Regions from separate parts of the Astyanax mexicanus genome. Here region 1 is linked to region 2. The links are chromatin contacts, called in public Hi-C maps. All regions are on one chromosome and are shown on one strand. The core of a region is the stretch at or near the end of the contact, and the rest is flanking DNA. Distances in the headings are between cores, read along the strand shown.

What was found. Hi-C and Micro-C count contacts between places; a contact is called where the count stands out from the background.
Region 1: a Hi-C map of muscle shows a contact between it and region 2, with 14 times the contacts expected there. The contact joins the enhancer-like site here to the promoter of gatad2ab in region 2. A contact is called at or near these places in 2 of 3 Hi-C or Micro-C datasets (both in muscle).

The regions. Positions count from the first base shown.
Region 1 is chr16:14,087,620-14,093,166 of AstMex3_surface, forward strand. tmem161a (transmembrane protein 161A) reads left to right here. Exons shown (of 12, transcript XM_015606706.3): 12 at 1-1,804. Among protein-coding and RNA genes, the nearest start is that of tmem161a, 12 kb to the left of the region's middle. Within about 2 kb of position 3,007, the one cell type or tissue checked has an H3K27ac peak away from gene starts, as active enhancers do.
Region 2 is chr16:13,978,715-13,984,474 of AstMex3_surface, forward strand. It overlaps gatad2ab (GATA zinc finger domain containing 2Ab), which reads right to left and starts at 3,055. Exons shown (of 11, transcript XM_049465513.1): 1 at 2,902-3,055.

The sequences.
Region 1 (5,547 bases), core at 1,757-4,256, 110 kb after region 2:
ATACTGTGCTCATCACTGGTTCATCATCTTGATTTGTAGCTTCCTTTTCTTTTTTTTATTGGAACAAATGAATTGTCTACTGAGTTTGCTGAGGCATGTTTTATCATGGTCAAACTTTTATTTAAGTTGTTTTATATTGCACTCATTTTAAAAAAAGTAGTTGCGTCCAGAATGATTAAAGTGTCAGATTGCAATGTTATTCGGAAGGAAGATAGAGGAACAATAAATAATTAATGAAACTTAAACTGATATAGGCAACATTTTATTGAGATACACAAACACCATGCATGTGTGTCTCAGGATGGCAAATGGATCAGTGTAGAGTTGTGCAGGTTTCTAATAGGTATGCAAAATGATATTGAAATTATATCAGTATCGGACAATACTCCCCCTATCACTTTCGATGCCCCAAAACCAGGAGGGTGAAGACTAGCGCATGCCTCCTCCAATACATGTGAAGTCATCCACCGCCGCTTTTCGAAGCGCAGCGACTCGGTTCTGATACATCAGCTCACAGACGCAGCCTTCTGCTGATCGACATCACCCTTTGGAGTAATGAGGGGAAAGAGCACCATCGACCCACCCAGAAATAGCAAGGCCAATTGTGCTTTCTCAGGGCTCCGGCAGCTGAAGGCAAGCTGCATGAACAGGATTCGAATCAGCAATCTCCCGATCACCATCAACAGTTAAAAAGTTATACCCTGATGGCCCATATGGCCCTTAATATTATAGCAATATTTCAGGGTATTTATTGATAATGATATTCAACAATTTTGCCAATATTATTGCATATGATACGATATGACACAACCCTTACATTTAGAAAAGGTAGAATCACTGGTTGCAGGACATCATTAATGAAAAGTTGAGCTCTCAAAGTGCATGTAATGAAGACTTAAGGTGATCTGACATTGTACAAAATTGCCCTCCACTCCACGATAGCAGGCCATTGGATGTTTGACTTGTGAAAAGAAAGCGTACACACTACTTCTGTATGTTTAGCTTAGTAATTTATTAACCATATCAGTCTAAATGTTTAAACATTTTATTGTTCCTGGTAACCTCTAGATTCCCTCCAAACAGCATTGCAATGCAACAATTCCTTCTCGTTGCAATTATTTCTTTTGTTTTGACGAAGTGTATATCTTTGTGATAATCATAGTTTTTCTTTTTCCCCCCACAAAACAAATGAATTAATTTAGAAAAACATACAGCTTCATTCATGAGTTTGGTGGTGATGTCTTTGATTGGATGTGATGTAATACTAAGTGCCTGGTAACTCAGGGAAGTGAAATCAGATACGGTATCTACTCTACCAGCATGCAATAACTGATAAACTGCTTTATTTCGATGCTGTTGGCAAACACAGTTAAATGCAGTCATTCTGAATCACTCCCTGTTTTTTTAACGTAAATGATTATGATGTATTAAAGCTTCTGGTTTCCTTCATGCAGTATTTCTCCCTGCGGGATGTGCAGGTTTTGCTGCAGAGCTGAATTCACTGTACCTTACTGTATTTAAAATATCAAGCAAATGCAATCAAAGTTTAGTAAGAGGCAGCAGTAGAAGTACCTCAGATCTGATCCTGAACATTTCTCATTTATTTATTAATATTTATCATGTCATCATGTCATACACACTAATTTTAGAAGCGATGATCTGTTAAACGGTACAGAAATATTTGTTTCTTTTTTTTTTGTTTTTGCACTGATTTTAAAATAACTGATCAATGGAACGCATGGTGTGACAAAACTGGGTGTTGCTGGGATTGTGTTTTATTAAAATCCAAAAATGTTTAAAGTTCCTTTGTATTTGCATTGCTTTATTTTATTAATAATTTGTACAAATGATGCAGAGAAGTACAGAGTAAAACACCTTTACTATATTTACTGTTACATTTATTTCGTTGTGGACATTAACCACAGTTCATGTTTTGTTTGGTCAACTTAAGTTTAGTTATTAATAAACGGTACCAGTCAAAAGTTTGGTCCTCTTATTCAGTTTTTATTTTACATATGTGAATACTGAAGTAATCTAGATGTATTCTATTAAGGGACACATAAAGAATCATCTAGTAACTTAAAAATGTTAAACAAACCAAAATAATTATCTTGTGCAACAGAGGTAACTCATGATCTTCCTTTCTTGGGTCGGTCCTGATGAAAGCCAATTTCATTGTAACGTATTTGATGGTCTTTGAGAATGCACTTGAGGATACTTTCAAAGTTCTTGTAATTTTTCAAATTGACTGACCTTCATTTCTTAGTCAATATCATTACTCAAACAGCGTTCTTCTTCTAAAAAGCCATTCCAGGTGGCTCTACTACATAAAGCTGACTGAGAAAATGCAAGGATGTACAAAGCTTTGATCTAAGAACCTAAAATATAAAACATATTTATGTAATCACAGGTCACTTACATTTGTGAATGTGAACTGTCAAAAAAATCGAATTTGAGCAACGTGGCTTGTAATGTAACGAAGCCTAAGAGCATCACGTGCTGTTATCAACACATCTATGCATTTTTCAACAAAACATGCTGCACATTACCATTGGTGGACAGAAATAAAGTAAATGTAGATTGTTACTGTCTTTTATGTATTTTTTTGTATCTTTACTAAATTATTTCTATTTTGGGTGAATTGGTACTTCATCTCCTCTAAATATTAAATCTCACAACTTGGGTTTGTTCCAGTTGAAATTTTCACCTTTTACTTGGAAATTCTGACATCTGAGTATAAATGAAATATAGCAGATTTTTTTTTTTCATTTTTTCTTTCTGTTCTACCTGTTCTTTCTTATTTCCTCTCCTGCCTTCTACCCTGTGTCCTCTGCTGTGTTCTTCCCCTCATGTTCACCCCTCTTTTCTTCTCTCTGTTCTCCACGTGTTCTGGTCTTTGTTCTGGGCTGTGATCTCTTCTGTTTTTCCTGCTGTTCTCCACAGGCCGGTGTGCAGTGTGCTTCTGTAGCAGGGTGTGTATTATGGTCTGCTGCGCTGAGGCCTGCGGCTGTTTGTCTGAAAATGGAGGTGATTTATGTGTGATGAAATTTGACTTCCACATAAAAGCAGACTGGATGGGGCGGCCGGCGGAGGGTCAGATGGTCAGATGGTCGTATGGCTGAGCTTTTTATTAGCTGCTTAAGTCTCATTGGAGACCTTTCAGACTGGTTTAATCACTGCCGCTGGATTAGGGCTCTGTTCTGCTGGGAGTTTGGCTTCTTGTATTTGGGGCATCTTATGGAAATGTCCATTTTTGTGTTTACACCTAAAAAACTAAAAAAAAAAAATAGAACAAGTTTTTTTTTTTTTTTACCAATTTAACATTCTTGAGCCAACAGTTTAGCAAGATTAGTTTTTGATCAGTTACAAAGTATTTCAAAAATGTAAAAGAATCATTATGCAGTAATCCATAACTCTTATAGTTTAAATGTTAGAAAAGAAAAAAACAGTTTTTTTTTTTTACTTTTTGCCATTCCAAAAGTGGACGTTTCTGTGGGATGATCCATTTATCAGTATTTTTCATCTATGTTTTTGTCTTTACCTTGTATTCTGGTACATTATATTAGTTGTATCTTGTCTCTGGCATGCAAAACCTTTAAATTTCCTATTGAGAAATGTTTTGACATTATGTGAATGTGTCAGTTATAATGCGCATAATGTGATGAATGGACCAATTGAAATGCTCTAAAATGCCTTGGAATTAATATCTTCCATTGAAGGTGAAGGTTTTGTAAGAGATAGGTTTTTAAACTTTTTTTTTACAGTGGTGGTTTTCAAGTATGATCATTTACATTGCTGTGAAAAAGCTTTTGCTTCCTCACAGATTTTTTTGCCCATCACATATTTGCCAAAAACATGTTGATGAGCCCCAATAATTTTGGGAAAATATTCTTTGGAAGGTGTTTGTCCCGTTGCATCTGCATTTCAGAAAGGGAACATCATACCAACAGTCAAACATGGGGGTGGTAGTGTGATGTCTGGGACTGCTTTGCTGCTTCAGGGTCTGGACAAATTGGTGTAATTAATGAAACCAAGAATTCTCCTCTTTACCAGAAACTCCTGAAGGAGAATGTACGTCTATCAGTCTGTGACATTAAGCTCTGGTATACTTGGGTTCTGCAGCAGGACAATGACCCAATACACATCCAGCAAATTTACCTTGGAATGGAATTGGAAAAAAACACAAAATGAAGGTTTTGCAGTGACGTTGCTGAATTAAACTATTTTGCAAAGAAGAGTGAGCCAAAATTCTTCCACAGATATATGAAAGACTCATTGCCAGTTATGCACCAGTAAAGTAAAGATTATATTATAGTATAGTATATATATTTTAGTAAGTAAGCTTTATTTATAAAGCATCCTTTACACAGCCTACACTGACCAGAGTGCTGTACATAAAAAGTCTAATGACTACACATAAATACATACAACCAACACATAGGTAAAAGAAATCACTTAAATAGCATATTAAAATAAGTAGCCTAACATAAAACAGAGAGAAAATAAATAAAAAAATGCTAAAACACAAATAAACTACCTTTAGCCTTCATATATTTGTCCATAACTAAACATAATTCAGGTCTGAAAGGGTTAAGGTAAATAACAAAAAAGTTTTTTTTTCTACAATTTTAACAGAATAAAACCTACTAATGACTATGAATAAATATGTCAAATAAATATAATAAAAAATAATTTGGTTTCTTGTTAAAGTTGTGGTCCCCAGGAGTCGCTTCACTAAAGTTACCACAATATGGATTTTGAATAGAAAATCACACTGATGGCATTACTCTACTTTTGTATATATTTGTTTCTGAATAAACTATGAAAGAAAATAAACTTATTTATTTTATATAAACTTGATGATGTGTAGTTTGATGTCAGCTGCAGTGTTTTCTGTAAAATGCATTTTTCATGAAAAACGTCACTTTGGTACTCAAATTACTGGAATAAATGCACACAAATGTAAAAAATAATTAAGTGGTAATTTCTGCATTAAGAAAATAAGAAAAGAAAAAAAACCTTTTTTGCCATTCCAAAAGTGGATGTTTCTTTGGGATTAACACAGAAACATCCTAACACTGAGTCACCCCAGTAACTCACTGATCAAAAGCAAGTTTGTATAAGTGAGTTTTTTAAGACCTGATTTAAAAACTGACAATTATAAGCATTATAAACATCAATTGATTATGTGTGAAGAACTTGATAAAGAATACAGAATGTACTTTTTGGCTGTTTAAATGGTACAAATATGGTACTTTCTGCTGTTAGGAAATACTGTGTACTTCAGAGGGAACATATCTTTATATATAGCCCTCTAAAAACACATATATCTTTAAGGGAACAATTATGAAAAGTGGACCTTTACACGAAAGTACTTACAGTATATCTTACCTCTGTTTTTTTTTGTTTTTAGTGTGTATTATAGTTATTTTATTCTGTACTTTTCTTTAGTTATAACAGATCTAGCATCAGCTATATTTTATGTAGCTATTTTAAGCACTTCATCAGTACAGCCTGTTTGGTCCTGTACGCACCCTTTACAGTAGT
Region 2 (5,760 bases), core at 1,805-4,304:
ACAAAAGTTTCGGCAAGTAAAACATCTTTGGAATGGTCAGAGAAACCGAGTACACCTTCAAAAAATAACTGCCTAATAACTGATTTCAAAGCCCTCTTCCTTCACACATTTCTGATCTTTACCTCAGTCATAAACCGACCAAAAACAATGACTAAGTAACTGCAAAGCACACTCCACACCATAAAACATCTGCAAAGAAGTAAACACCAAGACCGGGTGAGAAACACAATGAACACATCAAACCTGCAAAAAGAGTGTCATGTCTTATTTATCTTTAGAATATCTTAAATTACCACTTCTATAGAAGGAATGCTGACAAACTGTCATTCCAAAGAGAGTAATTAGAGCTCTCTGATTTGATGCATAGTTTGTCCGAATGGACAAAGACACTGACACTACTGCCTAAGGATTGCAAATTAATCACACCGCCTCACCTCAGCATTCAGAACCTGATAAGAGTACAGACAGACAGCATCACTGCCACTGTGATGAAGGCCAGCAATGGCATCTGTTGGCTACTGTATCTGAGCTAGGGATCAGACCCTTTCTTCCGAGGGTGCTATCTAGTGATGCTGCTTTAGGGAGGATTTTTTGTATTTAAACCAAAGATATAATCTTCAATTCATAAGACAGTCAACCTCACCACTACACATTTTGGATGGGACTCTTTCTAATTCTACAGTGTGTAACATGAATCTCAAGTAAGGACTCCTAGTAGTCAGATAAACGCTGTAAATGTAGCAAAGAACATTACAAAGACATTACAAGAACATTACAACAACTGTACCTCAACCAACATCTCTCTTATATTTACAAATCAGCTGGAAGTGGTTTGGGGCAGAATAAACCCAATAATCCTCTTCATCCTGTGCGATCTGTACAACACTACCCCACTTTGTGTGTGTTTCTGTGTTTATGACACTCCAGCTCAGTTTAACAGTGATAAAGAACAGACTGGCAGCTGTGAAGATCCTGCTATGTAAAGTCTAAGAGCTTCCCATCATAACCCTCCTACATACCTAGAGCCATTTGAACTGGGAGTATGTTTAGGAGGGTTTTTCCCACATTTTTGCTGAATACAATCTGTATAGTGCTGAAATCAGTGTTAATCCACAATTCTGGGGGAACCTATTTTCTCACTATTTTCTTTTATATAAACAGCTAAAAACAATAACATTTCGGCCTGAACAGTTTTCTTTCATGATAAAACCAATTGCTTTTGGAGATGTTTATAACAAATGACCCTTTTGGATTTTAAGTGAACGCTAAACGGCTGAGTTTTTCTTGGATTACACAATTATAGTCTATGCATAAGCTTAATTAATTCATTATTTAATTAATTCGCTTAATCCTTGTCAGTGAAACTGACCCTTTATGAATTTAAAAAGAATAAATGTAATAAATAGTTTCCAATAGCAATGAGAATCTTAATACAAATCTTTTTTTTTTAACCCATTGAGGTTACCGGACATACTATATAACAGTCATTTAAATTGTCAATTAAAAAGGGAATCAAGAGCTGAGCTTTTACACATTCTATCTATCTATCTATCCATGTACATACATATATATACATACACACATTACTTTGAGACATTATCATTTAGTTAATGCTCAGAGACACTATTTATTATGAGGTAAAAGTCTTTTCCTTAAAAAAGTACAATATTTAGAGATACAATATTAAGTCAATGTTTTTAAATACTATCTACTTGTATTCTAAGATGATATCTTATTGTAACTTATATTGTGATAACGAGTCATTACTAAGACATATTCAACATAAAATAAAATTCAGAACTGGGACTAAGCTTTTAGAGCCTAATAATAGATGAGTTTCCAATACTTATACATAATCGTGTGTGGTTACCATTAGTGAATTACGATTTTATTATCATTATTTAGATTAAGTCAGTGCTTTGAGATACTATCTTATCTTATTACATGAGATAATACGCGTTGTTTAAAATAGTACAATATATTTATTTAAATACTAAGCCAACCTACATGTATTCTGAGGTGATCTCTTCCTGTGGTAGGATATCACTACTTCTATATAAAAAATAATTAACATTAAAACATACTCAGCATATAAAAATCAATAAATTATACGACTTGGAGAAGATTTATAATCATTTCAGGGAAGTTTCGATACTCTGAGGAACTTTAAGCTCCCGGAATGTAAAAAAAAAAATCCTGTGAGTGGCGGGTATGAGCTACCAATGGCTAGCCTAGCTGTCCGGAGAAAAGACCGGTGAACTTTTTGAAATGTGGGCTGTGATGTTTACCTCAGACTGTCTTTTCCCTCATTTCGTATGAAACGGTTTTAACTAACTAACAGTTATACTTTAGTTTATTAACCTGCACTTATCCTGAGAGTGTTTATTAGCCAAGTAGCTAACTTAACTCCTGTGAGGAGCAGCCAGGTAGGATGGCTAGGTTAACGTTAGCTCTGCGCGGCTAGCTAATCAGGCTGAGCGCAGACGGACAGACGGACAATGTTCAGTCAAAAACAGCTAACTTAGCTAAGCTTAGCACGGCTCTCTAATGAGGCGGATAAAAGACCGATTAATTAATCCCACTTTTAGAGCGGCTCACACTCTAAAGTTCTCCGGTTTCGCTCCGGAAAGGCTGATAACGTTGAAATACAACAAATATATAAGTAACTGGTGATTTATAACCGATATTATGATCGATTTCCTCAAGTATGGCTAATTAAAGAGTAAACCGACGCACCGCGGAGGCTAAGCTAGCCCAGTTAGCTAACTAGCCGCTTTCTCTGCGCTCCGTCTGTTAGCTTTAGCTTAGCGTTAGCTCGGCTCGAGCTCCAACTTGTGAAGAACTTCAATTTCGTTAAAGTGCCGCAAAACCCCCGAAACAAAGCCCCGAGTGCGGACTTACCGAGAGGTGGAGAGACTCGACGCCGTTCCTGCGAGCTCGGCGCGTGAGGCGTGCTGTAGTAGCCCGTGTCGGTAAGAGGAGTCCCGGAGATCCTCCGCTCCGCCGCTCCGGTTCCGAATGAGCCGCGGACACAGCAGTGCGCATGCGCAGTGGAGCAGTCTTCACATCCTCTAATCTGGACTGAATACTGACCCTGACCAGCCAGACGCTCATATACCGTATGTTAATCTGGACTGTTTAAACCGAGGATTAGTATTCAGTGTTATTGCAGCCAGTGATACTGAATGTAGCTTTCACATCTTTAATAAAGACTCTTTAAAACAGGGATTATTATAAACTCTGCTGGGAAACAGGGTGACCAGGTAAATCTGTTTAATCTAGCTTTGTTTATGATAGATCAGACCTAGATGGATGGCTTCTTGACCAGTTTTAGGGCATGCTGCCGTGAGTTTGATGGTTTATAAACATTGACACATCGTGTCATTGATTCATATGGTCAACTATCATGCCATGGCCAGCCTGACCAAAACAGTTAACAAACATGACCAAAGTGGTTGACCATTAAAAACAAGCTGACGGACCAGTATTACCAGACTGGCCATCCCGGTCACCAGCTTGGCCACACCGGTCATCCAGATGGTCAGGGAGCATGACCTCACTGGAAGGTAAGTATAATCATCACGACCATGCTGCTGACTAGCATTGCCAGTGTGATCAGCCAGTATAGACCTAACCATCATGACCATGGTGGGCGACCATCAATACAATCATGGCCAGGAAGAAGAAGAGGAGGAACACATGACAAGAAACAGAAAAAGGGAGAAGAGGAGGTAGAATATGACAAGAAACAAGAAAAGAAGAGAAGGATGAAGAAGAAGAGGAGGAATAAGATGACAAGGAACAAAAAAACTGAATGAGAAAAAAATAGAGAAGGAAGAAGAAGAAGAGGAAACTGAGGCAGAAGAAAAGTTGGTGAAGACGACGTTGGAGGAGAAATAGAAGAAGAAGTAGACGACAGTAAAGAAGAAGAAGAGGAGGAGAATAAGAAAGGGGAGGGGCTCCTTATAGGTTCAGATGAAGTGTGTAATATCCGAGAAATTCTGAACTGTTAAGGGGAACTCCAGCAGCAAGAACCAAACTCTAGGCTCTACCTAGCGTTTATAAAACTTCGAGCTAAAGGAGCGAATTTACTGACACCTGCTGGCAGGTTTAGGTACTACATGATCACTGATCACAAATCATTCAGTCTAGAAACCCAGTGTAAAGTTCTGCCTAACTGTCCATTAATATAAACACCTTTAGGTTACAGATTAAAGCACAGTTTAAAAACGCGAGATAGAGAGCTAGTGAGCGAGTGTGAATAAGTAAGCAAATGCGTAAAGTTACTGGTTGAGTATCAGCCAGGTCTGTAAGTTTTGCCTCCAAAAATAATGAAGTGCAGCATTTGAAATCATTATAAGAGTTAATATTAAAATAACGTGCCCTTTGTAACAGAAGCATAGTTGTTTAAATTTTATACAAACATCTGTGTGTATAACAATACCTTCATCAAGATTTAGGCAATATATTCTTCACAAAGGTTACATTTTGTAGATTATTTTTTAAAATAATGTAGGGATTTTAAATTACTTTTTTAACTATTTTGATAAAAATAGTAAACTTTTTAAACATTTCCAAAAATTCTCTGTGCATCCTGAATCCCTTTAGAAAAGTAGCAATTAATATCAGTGACATAATAACTTTCATACTGTTTTTTTAGCAAGGGACTGAAAACACTTGCTGCATATTGTGATCAACCTGTAAAAGTGAATAACCTGTAAAAAATGTATTTATGTGTACTCTGAAGTCTAATGAATATTATAAATAGTTTAACTAATTAAAAACTTAGTTATGAGGGCCAAATAGCACAGTATTCTGATAATGACTCAAACAGGCTGTTTTAATTGAGTTTTTTTTTAATTGACCACATCCAATGACTATGTGGAGTCTGACATGACAAAGATTCCCCTGCTGAGCTTGAAGGAGCACAAATTTGAAAAAGGCAAAAAAAAAATGAGAGGGGTAGTTTGGGAGGGGCACTGGGTGATGTATAGGTTTAGAGGCGGGGCAGGAGGGAGAGCTGTTTGGCTGAGCTGCAGCAGTAGCAGTGTGCTTCTGATACTGGTGAGATACAGGTAATTGGACTTCAGTAGAGGGACGGTATTAATGATTGACTGATCTGCATATTGTGATGTGTCTGCCTATCAAAGTACACAGATTCATCATCTACACCTATAGCAGATTTGAACCTGAGAGGGCGCTGCAGAGGTGGAAATTACCACAATAAAAGCAATTTTATCGGCTGGAAAGTGTTTATAAAAAAAGCAGGACTGGTATGTTTCATTACTATAAAAGAACGTATTTTAGCTATCACTGGAAAAAATGTGTTTTAGGAGTTAGTGGCTCTTTAAGATCAGATTTTTCTGGAACCTGCATAGTTGGTCTGAGTTAAATTTAATGTTCATTGTAGTTTAAAGGCTTGTCCAGCAGGCAAAACTGACTAATACGTAGATGAGAACCTACGTTGGTGAAACAGAATTCCCACCACATTCACCTGCTTTAACTGGGTGTTCTGTGCTTTTCAGCAGGGTCCTTACTTGGGCTACAGAGAACCAGGAATGGTGGTGGTTCCAGATTTTTAGGGTGTCTGGTCTCAGACAACATGACCAATCCGATCTTTATATAATGCTGCTAAAAAAACTGACTTTACATGTAGGAACACGCTCATATTAACTTCAGTAAGAGAACCACAAAGTTTATCGTATAAGCGGTTAATAGTTAATCTTTTGGCTCCACCTTGCGGTGTAATGTTGAACTGCA